Regions from separate parts of the Mus musculus genome. Here region 1 is linked to region 2. The links are chromatin contacts, called in public HiChIP or PLAC-seq maps. All regions are on one chromosome and are shown on one strand. The core of a region is the stretch at or near the end of the contact, and the rest is flanking DNA. Distances in the headings are between cores, read along the strand shown. Region 1 has its middle 37 kb from the start of E030025P04Rik. Region 2 holds the start of Cacng4 (calcium channel, voltage-dependent, gamma subunit 4).

The links. HiChIP or PLAC-seq counts read pairs in DNA pulled down with a chosen protein or histone mark.
Region 1: a contact with region 2 is called in an H3K27ac HiChIP or PLAC-seq map of T-cell acute lymphoblastic leukemia, with 4 times the contacts expected there. The contact joins the enhancer-like site here to the promoter of Cacng4 in region 2. A contact is called at or near these places in 6 of 39 promoter capture datasets (cranial neural crest, embryonic stem cells, hippocampal neurons and 2 more), 2 of 115 datasets of contacts at active chromatin or transcription factors (T-cell acute lymphoblastic leukemia and stem cell-derived neural progenitor cells) and 1 of 9 other capture datasets (embryonic stem cells).

Annotation. Positions count from the first base shown.
Region 1 is chr11:109,104,484-109,111,124 of GRCm38.p6, reverse strand. No RefSeq gene overlaps it. Among named protein-coding and RNA genes, the nearest start is that of E030025P04Rik, 37 kb to the left of the region's middle. Within about 2 kb of position 4,589, at least 28 of the 459 cell types and tissues checked have an H3K27ac peak or open chromatin away from gene starts, as enhancers often do. A contact at or near this core is called in T-cell acute lymphoblastic leukemia, where this site is marked.
Region 2 is chr11:107,791,560-107,798,984 of GRCm38.p6, reverse strand. Cacng4 (calcium channel, voltage-dependent, gamma subunit 4) reads left to right here and starts at 4,279. Exons shown (of 4, transcript NM_019431.4): 1 at 4,279-4,740. The coding sequence starts at 4,521. Gm11650 (predicted gene 11650) reads right to left here and starts at 5,113. Exons shown (of 2, transcript NR_165828.1): 1 at 5,020-5,113; 2 at 3,132-4,047.

The DNA of each region.
Region 1 (6,641 bases), core at 3,340-5,839, 1.3 Mb before region 2:
TTGCTCACTTAGCCTCTGAGGATAGTTTCTGTCCTGAAAAAGATTTCACTAGAGACTATTTTCTTTGTGCTCTTCGAAAGATGATTCAGAGCTGGGAAGATGTGTCAGAACCCACAGGTCTTGTCACACAACCAAGGGGACCTGAGTTTGATCTCCAGAACTCATGCCAAAAGCCAGGTATGGGGGTTAGAGGGATGGCGCAATGGGTCAGAGCACTTATGGCTCTTGCAGAGGACCTGGGTTTGGTTCGTAGTACCCACACGACAGCTCACAACTGTCTGTAACTCCAGTTTTAGGCAGCCTCACAGCCTCTTTGCTGGCACCAGGCATATGGTACATGGACACAGAGGTAGGCAAAACACTCGTATACATAAAATACAAATAAAATCTAAGACAGGTGCGGCAGCATGTACTAATACTACTAGGGATGCTAATAGTGCTGTCTTTATACTAGGAGTGCAGAGGCAGGTAGATTTCTGGGCCTTGATGGCTGGACAGCCCAGCTCCACGTCTAGGTGAGAGAACCTGTCTTTGAAAAAAAAAGTTATATATTACCCGAGGAAAAATACACCTAAAGCCTCAATACACACGAGTAAGCACATACAAACACCTATACAAGCACACACGTGTGCACACACATTGTAGGCACACTTGTACACACACATGATGATTCAAGATCCGGGCACCAGGACACACACACACATCTATAAGTTCAATGCACAGGAGGAAGAAGCAGGTGTATCAATATTTGAGGTCAACCTGGGCTACCCAGTGAGACCCTGTCTTAACGACCCTAAATAAATATTGTTCCAGAATATCAAAACACTGCTCACACCCACGCATTGGAAGAGATGCCGTTTCTTATGGAGGTCACAGAGAATGAGGTCAGCCTTTGGACTCAGGTGTCACACTCGGGACCACCGCTGCTAAATGCTCAGAGGGAATCGGAAGGAAGCCAGCTGCTGAAGGCGAAGGCAGTTCGCAGGTAATGGGCGGTTTCAGTGGCTCCCTTCTGGCAGAGAACTACAACACAGACCTCACAGGGAGAGAAGGCTTGCAGGCCCAGTCTCCTCTCCCCTACCCCCTGCTTTTGTGGCTTTTGTCCCTTTGACCTTCTTTACAAACGTTAATTAGCAGACTTTATTCTTTTGAACAGTTTTAAGTTTGCACGCACACAAAGGGTAGAAGCTACAGAGTCCCTCTCTGTGCCCACCCCCACCTCTCTATTACTCACAGTTTGCATCCCTGTGATACCTTTGGGACAAATGAAGCCTGGGTGTGGACACACCATCATTAGCTGGAGGCCAGGGTTTCCATTAAAGCTCATGCTGCGCTGATAACTCATATATAAATATAGTGGTCTATAGGAGGCTTGCTGTCTGAAACACACCTTGTGTAACATCAAGAACTGGGGACAAGGGAAGGGTACTGAGAGGCAAATGTGAGCAAATAAAATGATATGTGTGTGTAAAAATGTCATAATAAAATCCATTATGTCATGCAGTCACTAAAATATTAATATTATAAACATGTACAAATGCCTTGGCTCTCTTACTCCTTTCTCCTTCTCCAGCTCTTGACAATGCCTGATCTCTCTCTGTGTCTGTGTCTGTGTCTGTGTCTGTGTGTGTGTGTGTGTGTGTGTGTGTGTGTGTGTGTGTGTGTGGTATGTGGTGTGTATGGTATATGTTTGTGTGTGTGTGATGTGTGTGTTTGTGTGTGGGGGGCATGTGTGCATTGTGTGTGTGTATGTGTGTGTGTGTGTGGTATGTGGTGTGTGTTTGTGTGTGATGTGTGTGTTTGATTGTGTGGTGTGTGTGCATGTGTGTGTGTGGTATGTGGTGTGTATGGTGTGTGGTGTGTATGGTGTGTGTTTGTGTGTGTGTGGTATGTGTGCATGTGTGTGGTGTGTGTGGTATGTGTGCATGTGTGTGTGTGTGTGGTATGTGGTGTGTATGGTGTGTGTATGTGTATGATGTGTATGTGTGGGGGTGAATGTGTGCACCTGTCTCTGGAGACCAGAGGTAACAGTGAATGTCTTCCTTGATTGCTCTCTGCCTTACATTTTTTGAGACGGGATCTCTCACTGAACCCAGAGCTCACAGATTAACTAGGGTAGGTGTCACTTAGCTCCGGAGACTTCCAGCTTCTCCTTCCCGATCCAACCACTAGAGTTACAAATGTAAGCAACCATATTCGGCTTTCTGTGTGGATACCAGAGATCAGAACCCAGGCCCTCCCTCCTGTGTGGCAGGCAGGCTCTCTACCAATTAAGCCATCTCCCAAGATGCTTTTCTTGTCCCCAGAAAGCCTGATCTTTTCCTTGTTTCCACAACTTTGCCTTCTCCAGAATGTCATAAAGAACTTGGGTCCGTGTGATTTGTAGCCTACCTTCAGATTGGTCTCTTTTAACTGAACAATATGCATTTGTTTTTTCATCTCTTTGTATGTTTTATCAATGCATTTCTTTTTAGCAATGACCATGTGACCTTTTGATGTGGGGCAGAAAACTCTGTGGGCTGGGCTAGGCCCCTACTTGGTGCCATCTCCGGTAAGCTGGGGTTGCTAGAGGTATAGAAATAGGAGCAGTTGACTGCGTAGTGCCAAGGTAACATGACTGATGTAACAAAAGGGGCAGGAGTGAGTACCAAAACCACCTCTTATGAGAGGTAGGAAGAACATCTCAAGGCTGCCCACGTTTTGTTAGTTTATAGCAGTTGGTTTAAGGAGGATGTGGAGTGCCTGGAATATCCTTTTGAAGGTCACATTCTCTCATAGCTGTGGAGTCTCAGCCCATTTCATGCTTTCTGGGTAAGCAGGAAGATCTGAGTTTAGTCTAGCATAGACTACATGAGTGTGCACCTGTAACCTAGAGCTTGGGAGATGGAGACAGACAGATCTAGATCCCTGGGGCTTTCTGGCCAGCCAGCTTAGCAGAATCAGAGATCTCCAGAAAGGTCCTTTCTAAAAAGAAAAAAACAAAAAACCAAAAAAACAGAGAAGGGAGTGATGGAGGAAGGTACCCAATACGGATGCCTGGTCTCCATATGCATGTGCATGTGTGCACATGCACGAAGGAAGACATATCCTCAGACACATTAGACACTCCCCCCTCCCCCTGTAGGAGACACAGTCTGCCACCTGAATTACACAGACACAATGGGGCATGATAAACCCTCCTGGCCTCTGCCATGTGCTAACCCTTTCCTTAAAACCAAGCAAGGAAAGAGAATTCTCAAAGGTGAAAGATCACTCTCCGACTGCCTTAAATCAGTACGACTGAGGCCAGCAAGTCGTAACAGCTGCCTGGCTGCCTTCTGCCCTCCTTCATCAGTAAATGGTGTTTCAGAGAAACCAGGCAGCATCTGGACACCCCCAACCCAGGCAGGACCAGTTTGATCTCATCTGTCCCACTCCCCCCAGGGCCAGGACAAAAGTGTCACTCTGTGTGTGACACGGTGGCCTGATTTGTTCTCACCCCTGCAGTCCCTGTCAATGACTCCCAACTTGCCAGCCTCGGTTCTGTTTTCTTCTTTGGCTGACGTTATTTATCGCAGCGAAATGAACAGAGAAGCAAGCTTTTGCCCTCAGGAGTGCCATTCGCCCACAGGAATTCATCCACAGTTCTGTAGAAGTTGAGCAGCCTTGGGGTGTTCGCTCCTTCATGTCAGTGGGCTCCAGAGGACTGGGGTGCAAAGAATTCCTGCAGGATCCACCAGAGAAGGAGAGTGGGAGTGAAAGAAAAAGGGAAAAAAAAAACAAAAAGGAAAAAAGAAAAAGAAAAAAGAAAAAACAACCCATAGACTAGCCAGAAGAAAAAAAAACACCATTTGCTACCATCTGATAGCTCTTCCGCAAAGGCTGCATGCCATTGCTTTGAAAGTCTGCATTTAACAATACTGGGGACCCCACATCTGTGTATCTCAGGCCTGACGCATCTAAGGCCCAAACTACAAAGGTCTCTGATGTTTCTTTCTCCAGACTTATTTTTTTCTTTCCACGATATGAACTTTCTTACGGCCCCCACTTTCTGAGAACCTGTCCTCCCTGTCTCTTTCTTGCTGAGGCTGCAGCCATACACTGAGGTGGTGTGAAGAAAGCTAATTAAACTGCAGAGTCTCTGCGGGGAGGCAGGGAAGGCCCCGCAGAGCGCGAGGGGTGATTGATTTGCACTGTCACACGGCTCTGCTGGGTGTCATAACTTAGTGACAAACCATGGATTACAGTGGCCCAGACTAACTCACTCCCTTTGTTGTGCGGCAGACTTCAAAGCTGTCAAGCATATTAGTGTTTTTAATAAGTAGTTAGGTCAGGACTAGCTTACAGTTCAGATTTACTTTTCTGTACCACAGAAGATATTGGAGTTAAGGGGAGGGGGGGAGGAGCCAAAATTTATTAGCAGGATGAAAAATAAAGTATGATATAATAAACTAAACTAAAATAAAAGGCTGTCCTATAATGAGAGCAGGCTCTTTGTTGGGTTGTTGGGGATTTTTGCATTATTTGTCTAAACCACAAGGCAGCCTGCTGTGGGGAACCATACCTTCCAGAAATTAGATTTTCTCCCCTGGGGGAAAATGCCTCTCTGAGCTTTGGTTCTGCCAGGAGAGCGAGTTCATAAGCAAAGGGTTTCATTTTAATCAGCACAGGAGTATGGGAGGTCAGGGTGGTGTGTTTGCGGGTGAACATCCTGTTCTCAGCAACTAGGATCATAAACCAGGGGCGGTGGGTCTTATCTCTGAAGTGCACATCTCTCTGAAGACAGCTGCAGTGGGGTTTGTTTACCTTGGGGGTAGTTACCTGCAGCCACAGAACAGAGGCCTGAGCAGCACAACGAGGTGGGAGGCTAAAAGGCTCCCCTCTCTCATGCCCTGATGGTTGCCGTTGAGCTCATGGCTTCTCCAAGCACTGGCAAAGGTCTTTGGAGGATGCTACTGGGGTCAGACGACAGTGAGATGCTGCAGTCGTCTCTGAGAGATAGAGGTTCTAACTAGGAAAAGTATGTGTGTGTGTTTATTTGTATGTATGTATGTATGTATGTGTGTGTATGTGTGTATGTGTGTGTGTCTGTATGTGTGTGTGTATGTATGTGTGTATGTGTGTGTATGTGTGTGTATGTGTGGGGTGGGTTGCATGCATGTGTGTGCATGTGAAGGTCATTGATGGAAATGAGATATTGTCCTCTGCCAACCTTATTTTGTGTGTGTGCACGCACGCGCATGCGTGTGCACTCATATGTAAGTTAGAGGACGATGTTGAATGTCTTCCTCAAATCCTCTCCACCCAATTTTTCGAGACAGCATCCCTTACTGAACCCAGAGCTGGACCAACTGGCTAAGATGGCCAGCGAGCCCGTGACGAATGCTCTGTCTCTGTCTCCCAGTGTTATGCTCAGCTAAGTTTATTTATATTTTTATTTATTTAGAGATGGAGCTCTTAACTCTAGGCTGGTTTCCCATTCCTGGGCTCATGCAATGCACTGCCCCAGCTTCCCAAGATGCTGGGACCACAGGCTTATGCCACTGGGTCTGGAACCCCGGCAAGTTTAAGCAGATGGGAGCCTCGGGTCACAGAGTAGCATGGCCATCATTACACCAGATCTCAACAAAGGAGCCTCCACCCACATGCTTAGGGAAAAGTTCAAAGACAGAGACACAAAGGGAAGCTCTGGCCATTCTGTCAGCCTCTCTGGGCTTCAGTTTCTTCACTCCACATAACTGAAGAGAATCTTTCTTCTTCTGCTATAAAGTTCTGGCTATCTAAGAAAACAATGCCACAGGAAATGGTTCACAAATTCCCTGGCACTATGCAATCCAGTCAGAAAACACAAACTCTCATGCACACTTTATGGACATGGTTGAAGACAGCCTTACCTTGAGGCCCCTATGTGGGCACTCCAAAAAGATTTCCTCTCCAGAAGTTTCATTTCAGTTGATGCTGTGTGTGAAGCCCACTTGGAACCAGAAGTGATAGTGCATGCCTCTCATCCCAGCACCTGGGATGCAAGCTAGGAGGACCTGACGTTCAATGGCACCCTTGGCTACTTAGCAAGTTTGAGGCCAGCCTAGGATGCATGGGATGCTATATCAAAACAGAAATAAGAGTGGGGCCAAGGAGATGGCTTGGGTAAAGTCCTTGTCACATAAGCCTGAGACCCTAGTTTTGGAACCCTAGCACTCACTTGAAAAGCTGAGTGCATCCCCCTCTGGGGATGTAGAGAGAGGGGCATCCCTGATGCTCACTGTCTGATTAATCTAGCTGACTGGGCACAGTCAAGGTTTAACAAGAGACTCTGTCTAAACACATAAAGTAGAAAGCAATTGAAGAAGGCCGGTGACACTGACTCCCTGGCCCTGTATGCTCTAGTAAGAAGGCCAGTGACATTGACTTCCTGGCCCCGTATGCTCTAGTACACCATTGTCAGTTCACGCACGCTAAAATAAGGCCCATGTGAAGTGGCCTCTGTCCCCTTCTTCGTACACGTATAAATCTGTATTCCTCCCAGAGTTATAATGAATAAAACAAAGCAAGTGACAAAACCCCACCACCAACCACAATGAAAAAGCCCAGCTGTAGGCTCTCGCTTACTGTTCAGAATTGAAATGCTGGAATGATCCAGCTAAGACGGGCTACGGTTAATA
Region 2 (7,425 bases), core at 3,030-5,529:
GGAAGGTGAGCTAAGACCGGTGGCTTTGAGCACTTGCCCTCAACCTCTGCCCCCTCTGAAGTAAGAGGAGGGAATCAATCAAGTCCTACAATCCACCCCATGTGACTTTGATACTGACTTGAATTTGATTTCATCTAAATGTATAGGAGGAGTGGAGAAGGGACCAGAGTAAGCAGAGTGGCCTCAGCATCCTCTGAGAAGTGGAGTGCAATGTTAATTACCAGAGCCTGACTATGCTCTAGAGAGAGCTATGTCCAGATCCTGCCTCCAGAGTTAATGTTTATCCACATAGACATTGTTTACAGAACGCGGATAAAGACATTCTCCCTTCTCGGGTGAACTTATAGGAGGCCACAAAGATCCCCAAAGACACCCACCCAAATATCACCTCCCTTCCCTCTGCACTGCCAGGGGCCCGCCTCTGAGGCTTCTATCTTATTCAGCTGGAGCTGAATAGGAAAGCTGTGTGTATCCAGCTCAAATGGGATCTCAGAGATAAGCAAATGAAATGGAATAAACTTGAATCTACAAAGCCAAGCGGTGTTTTCTGGTCTGTGCTTTCCCTCAGAGGAACCTTCTGAAATAAGGAAGAATAGAAAGTCATTTTTTTTTTTTGCAACTTTGCATAATCTGATGGAGGGGGCCATTCTTCTGGATGCTAAGCAGCCTCCACGTAGTTAAGCCTTCTCCACCCCCAGTCAAGCCCTGGGACATTCTGAGACTCGTCCCTAACCTTTGCCTATAAAAACTCAAAATCATTCTTTCTGTCTAGGTGCCTGGGATGCTGCCCAGGCTCCCTCACCAATCTCCCCTCAGATAAGCCTCCTGAAATCAGCACAACCATCTGCCTTTGAGCAGAGAAATGAGATATCACAAAACATTGCCACGGAAAGGTCCTTCTTTCAGGAGGACAAAGGGAAACAAAGCCCTTAATAAAGGCTTTCGGAGACACCACCCACGGTGTCTGCATCCCTGGTGGGTGGTGGGGCCTCTCCTCCTCCAGCTGCAGAGGTAGCCCTGCTCTGCCAGGCCAGTTACCTTGGCATTCGTGCTCTGACACGCGTATTATGGAGCACGAGCAGCCTAGTCCTGTATTCCTCTCCCTCCTCGCTAACTGCCTGGCATGGCCGCTCGCTGATCCTTGGATCTGAGACTGTGAGAATTTCACTCATGATGGTTCCATCTTCACAGCTTGTGGAAAGTGAAGATTTGAAGCAATTACCAGAAAGAACCAATGAGGAAAGAACCCCTCGGAATTGGGAGGGAAATGGTTTTGGAGAATGGCTTTAACTGACGGTCTCACGCCCCACCTCTTTGGCCATACAGGGTGGCAATAAAATATGTAGTCACTATACACTTTGTCCTAGGTGGCTCCCTGGAAGAAACACCAAGTGCCCTATCTCTCTAGAATAACGCTAGTCCACAATCTTCTCCCAAGCAAGGGTTGGATGCATCCTTCTCCCAGGTCTGGAAGCAACCCAGGGGACACTGCAAACTCTAGGGTCCCTAGGCAGCAAAACTCAGCCATTTAGAAGTCTTGAATCTAGCTGAGCAGAAATTTCCAGATTTCAATTGTGCTCACCCAGGCATGATGAACGGCCTCAGACAGCCCTGAGTTTGCTCCAGCTTCTTTGCCGGCGGTCAAGTCCTTATTTGACTCCACAGTCTACACCCACATAAGCTCAGGTCCAAGTGTGGCTGCAGGTTGGGTGATCACCAACAGATAGGCAAACCAGCAAGCCCCCATCAGGGTCCTCTCAAAAGAACAGGAAATAACAACAGTCTCCAGGAGCGGAGCTGCAATCTGACCTAGGGTGAAAGCTTCAGCAAGCTTCTCCACTTCAGCAAGCTTCTCCACTTCTTCTCTTCACCTTGACTCATATCCAGGTGTTTTGAGGTGTGGAGGGGCAATAGTGAGAACTCACAGAATGCCCTCTATGTGCCCAGAGTGCATCCTAATCTCTGTCTCCAAGAGAGAAGTGGCATTTGCCACTAATTCACAAATAACTGTCCAGCGCATGTGTGTCCAAGGCTGAGACCTGCAAAGCAAATCTGAAAGGCATACCAGAGAAGAATCTCCCTCCCAGGTAGTCATGGCTTGTCCAAATCAAGCTGTTCACTACCAAGGTGGTAATGATCTTAAGCCCAGGTCCCATCTCTAGATCTCTCCAAGACACTCCAAGCCCCTCTGTGGGTACAGTACAAAAGCTGGTCCAACTTGCTTCCTAGAGCTGAAGACGTCTGTCCTACCTCCTGTGTGACTCGGGGTTGCTTGCTTGGATATTATCTCACAGTTACCTAAGAAGGCATGAGGGGAAATCTACTCCCCACCCACCCCCTGGAAGATGAATTAGGTTACTGCATTGGTTTCTTCCAAGATCCTAGGAGAAAGCTCTAACTAGTGCAGGCCAGAGGATGTTTCTGTGTAACCCAGCACCTGGCTAACCCGGATGTGGGTTTTCACACCTTGCTTCATGGAACTCTGAGGAGCACAGAGGAGCTTCCAGCTGCGAGGTGTGGGGGGGTGGGGGGGGTGGGAAGGGGGGTGGGAGGGGGTCGGGGCGCGGCGTGTTCCACCTCATTTCCTCAGCAGTCAGGACACCAGGTTTGTTTGTGTTGGCCCACTGTTAAGGATTACCTCTGAAACAAAGACTGGCTGACTCCCCCCCCAAAAATCAAAAATCTCTCAGAGCACAGAACCTTGAGTTCATCTTGGAGGCTCCTGGAGACAGAGGTGAGCAGCCTTGCCCTGAAACAGGAGAAACCATCACATGCCTTCTGGTCCATTCAGCCGGATATCAGGCACCTGCTGGGTAGACAATACAGCCCTAGATGACAGTGATTTTTTTTAAGGGAAGAAAAGCAATAACTCTCGTCCTTTGAAACTTTGGAAAGCAGAACAGACACCCCCCAAAGGCAGAGGAAAAGGCCAGCAACGCTGATTGGGCTAGTCAGCCTGGCCCTCACATTTTATTATTCTGGTTTTTTTTTTCTATTTGTTTATATTCCCTTCTCCCAGCAAAAGATAATTTTTCCCAGGGCAAACATTTGCACATTGCTACCACACACGGCTATATACGAGGGGGGAGCTCACACTCTCCAGAGAGGAAGAACAGTGAGTGCTCTGAGGCTGGGGTCATTCATTTATTTTCTCTGAGGAAAGCTGGGAAAGTGGCCCGGGAGGTAAAATTGCAAGGGCAGCAGCTTTCCATGTGTCTCTTTCAATCCCAGGGGGTCAGAACAGCAGCCCACAGAACAACCCTCGAGGATGCAACAGGGACAAGGGTGTAAGAAATGGCCTGAGTTCCCCCCCCCCCCGTGGGTTTCAGGCCTCCTGCAGGGGAGGAGGGGAACTGGGTGGCAAGGAAGGAGCCTGGCTCCAAGGAGCTCGGAGTGTATCCAGCTTGGGACCCTGCCAGCACCAAAAGCAATTAAGGGAAGAGGCCAGAGGCCCCGAGGCAGAGTCTGACAAGGTTAAGGGGAGGTGAGGAAGAGCCGGTTAGGCTGAGGAAGAGCCAACCGGAGAAAAAGTAAAGGTTCAGAGAAGGACAGGGAGAAGAAACAGCTGGAGGCTACAATGTAGTTGCTGGTGTTCCTGCCTCTATCAGCAATGGACTATCAGAAGTGTGACTGTAGTGTGTCACATCCTCAGTCCCCCTTCGAAGAAGTCCAGAGCTCCCCAGTGCCTGCTAGAACCCCTTGGCTTGCTTCGGTTGAAATGGAGGTGATCTTCATCTGGCTTGGCCCATAAAGAATGTCTCCCGTCTGTGACCCACATCTGGGCCCTTTGGAAACGCGAGGAGTCTCACAGTACATCCCTGCCTAGACCTTCATAACCAGGTACAGCCATAAGGCCGTGGGGAAAGAAGGAAAGGGGACGCAATCTCCATCCCACAGAATGGGATACAGAATCCTGGGGACTAAGGAGATCCTGGCTGTCCCGGGTTGGAAAGAGAGGTGACTGGAGACGCAGCTTCCCCGGGGTCCTTCCAGGGAACCAATCTTTCTTTCCCTCGGCTTCCTTCGCTCTGATAATGTGAATGAAGCCTGGGAGAGAAAAGAGAGCGCGCGTGAGCGCAGGGAGGGGAGAGAGGGGAGGGAAAATCCCGGCCGTGGGAGAGCGAGCGCGGGGCCAGAGGCGGAGGGGCGGCGCCGAGAGAGCGCGCCGGGCGGCGGGCGGTGGGTGGAGGCGCGGAGGGCGCGGGCCAAGAGCGGAGGGGAGGGCGGGCCGAGAGGGAGGAGCCCCCGGCCGCCACCGCCGCCGCTGCCGCCGCCGCCAGCCCGCCCGGCGGCCCGCGTAGCCCGCGCAGCCCTCACTCGCCGCCGCGCCTCGGAGTTTGAGCCCCGCGCAGCCGGAGCGCAGGCACGCCCGGGGCGCGGGGTCGGAGCGCGCAGCGCGGCGCCGCCCCCCGGCCCTCGGCCCCCCAGCCCCTGGAGCCCCCGGAGCCGCGCGCCGAGGGAGGAGGGCGGGCGGGCGCGGCGGGCCGGGCCGGCGGGCGGCGGACTATGAGGCGCCCACCATGGTGCGATGCGACCGCGGGCTGCAGATGCTGCTGACCACGGCCGGAGCCTTCGCCGCCTTCTCGCTCATGGCCATCGCCATCGGCACCGACTACTGGCTGTACTCCAGCGCGCACATCTGCAACGGCACCAACCTGACCATGGACGACGGGCCCCCGCCCCGCCGCGCTCGCGGCGACCTCACCCATTCGGGACTGTGGCGGGTGTGTTGCATCGAAGGTAGGACCCCTACCCCCAACGCACACACATAACACGCACACATGCACACGCACACATTGCCCCGGGGAGTGGGCCGGGGGAGGGGTGGGCGCGGCGCTGGCTCCACGCGAGACACAAAGAACCTAAAGCTGGGAGGGTGGGTTCCCGAGTGGACACGGGCGCAGCAGCCTCGGGTCCCTCTAGGCTGGGGACCTCCCCAACACACCGATCCCACAAACTCTCGGCTCGCACGCGCACACCCCCTCGCGCACAGACACAATGAAACACACAGAAACTCACGCACGCGCGCGCAACCCGAGAGCGGAGCGATCCCCAGGGGCCTCGCCGGCGCCCCTGGGGGAGGTGGAGGCTGGCGTGGGGGCGGGAGGAGTCTAGGGTTGGGGGGAAAGCGGACGCGGGAGGAGGGGGAGGGGTTGCTTGGCAACCGGTGTCTGTGCGATTGCTATGGGAACTGGCCATCCTGGGGCGGGGCCGGCCGGGGGCGGGGAGCCCCGGGGCAGCTAGGCGCTCACTCCAAGCCCCCAACTGAGAGGGTAAGGGCGGGGTACAGGTTGGGCCCCAAGCGGTTCTGGGGGAGCCAGGTAGCTCCAGCCGGCCGGCCTTCTCTTGATCCCTGACACCACAGACTCACTCCTCTCTGCGCGATGGGTACAAGAGGGGAACCGCGCCGCGTCTCCCGTAACTGAGGCAGCAAGCCCTGGGTCACTGCCCCTCAGCACGAAGTCGGCAAGAGACCTCCGTAGGAACCAAACTGGGGAGAGGAGAGTCAACAGCGGACCAAGAGTGGGCTGGGAGGGGCGTGGTCGCTGTTAGGGCAGGGCGGGGCTCTGTGACCCCCCTAGTATACAGAGACTTGAGAGGTGTGCTTCGGTTGAAATGCATCTAGAGATAGGGATTGAGTCCCTTGGACTGTGGGGACAGCTTCTAGGAGCGCGAGGCAGAAACCTCCGACGCCGGAAATGCATTAGGCTTCTTAGCCCTCCTGGCGCCCTCATGCCCAACGGAAACTCGAACTAACAGGTGTCTACGGAGGGGCGGTCTGGTTCTGCCAGGTTGTAGTCAGATCGGCTGGTTGGTCTCTGACACTGGGGACAGATCAGGGGAACTGGCGATCATTGCTTTAATTTCTCAAAAATCCTTGCGTAGTGTTTCGACTTTCTTTCCGTCACCATTTCTCGTGTGCACTCCGCCCCTGGGAAATTGAGGAAATTCTTCCCTCCTCTCCTCCCTTCAGCTACTTAAGTGTGGTGGGATGCCACAGGAGGGCCAGCTCTTAGAAAGATAGCCCTTCCTGGACGCGTTTTGAATCATATGAAAGGAGGCATTGTGAGGTTTGACTTAGTGATACCCCCCCCCCCACTGTCCCCGCCAGACCCTGGGCTCCTGTCCATCTCTGTCCTCCAATTCCGAGTCCAGATCAGGACTGCTTCTGCACTTTGGAGTTTTATGCTAGCTCTGAGCGGTTTGTAGATGACAGAGTTGTGAGATCAATAGTTAAGGGGGAAAGAACGCCTCACAAAGGAAGTGGTGGGCCCACGATGACACCCCCCTTTTCTTCTGAAAAAAAAACATAATTTTTGGGCATGCAGTTGCTCAGATCGTGAACACCTACACTTCTCATCTGGAGAATGTACCCACGTCACTACCTGCCACCGCACCTGAGTTAGAGAGCAAGGGCTGCAGAGCTGTGTGAGTTCTGCCTCACAGGCTCCACTGGATGCCACCTCCCACCCCCATCCCAAGAAACCCACGGAGCTTGGACCTTCCCGTTTCCCAAGGGAAACTTGAGCGCAGGCAAGCCTGGCCTGCATGGTGACTCCAATGCCTTCTTTATTAATCCCTCATCCTAATTAGGATTGATGCTGCACTTAGCATCTTGCCAGCTGCCTCGAGCCGTTTGAACTCACTGTTCATCAAGAGAGCCCCGGGCTGATCAGGGCAGCTGGCTCGCCTGGCAGAGGGAGCCATCTGGGGGACTTCACGGAAAGAACTGGGCTGCCTCTGTTATTCCCCAAAGCTTGGGGGGTTCTGAGGAATGAGCAGGCTGTACCTACTGGGTGTACCAGGACCAGAGCATCCCCCCGAGACTCAAGGCTGTGAGAGTTGGTTCAAGATTCTTTGTCCAATGCTCAGATCCATAACTGGGCGGGAACTGCCAGCTTTTCTCATAACACAGCAAGGAGGCAGACAGCTCCCAGAGCCACTGATGCCCCCTGTGACGCAGGCCAGCACGTGGCCAGGGACTGAGACCAGGACAGAACAGTTAGCCTCTGGCCACTCCCTAGGGACACCAAGAAGTGTTTTGGAGGGTTACTGCTACTTTATTGGCTTTTGTGGGTAAAATGAACTATTTCTTCCTGTTTTCTAGAACCCCCCACAAACACATAAGCATGACATCTGCACCCCACACACACATGACATCTGCACCTCCACACACATGTCATCTGCACCCCCCACATACATGACATCTGCACCCCCCACATGCATGACATCTGCACCTCACACACATGACATCTGCACCTCCACACACATGTCATCTGCACCCCCACATACATGACATCTGCACCCCCCACATGCATGACATCTGCACCTCCACACACATGACATCTGCACCTCCACACACACATGACATCTGCACCCCCAACATACATGACATCTGCACCCCCAACATACATGACATCTGCA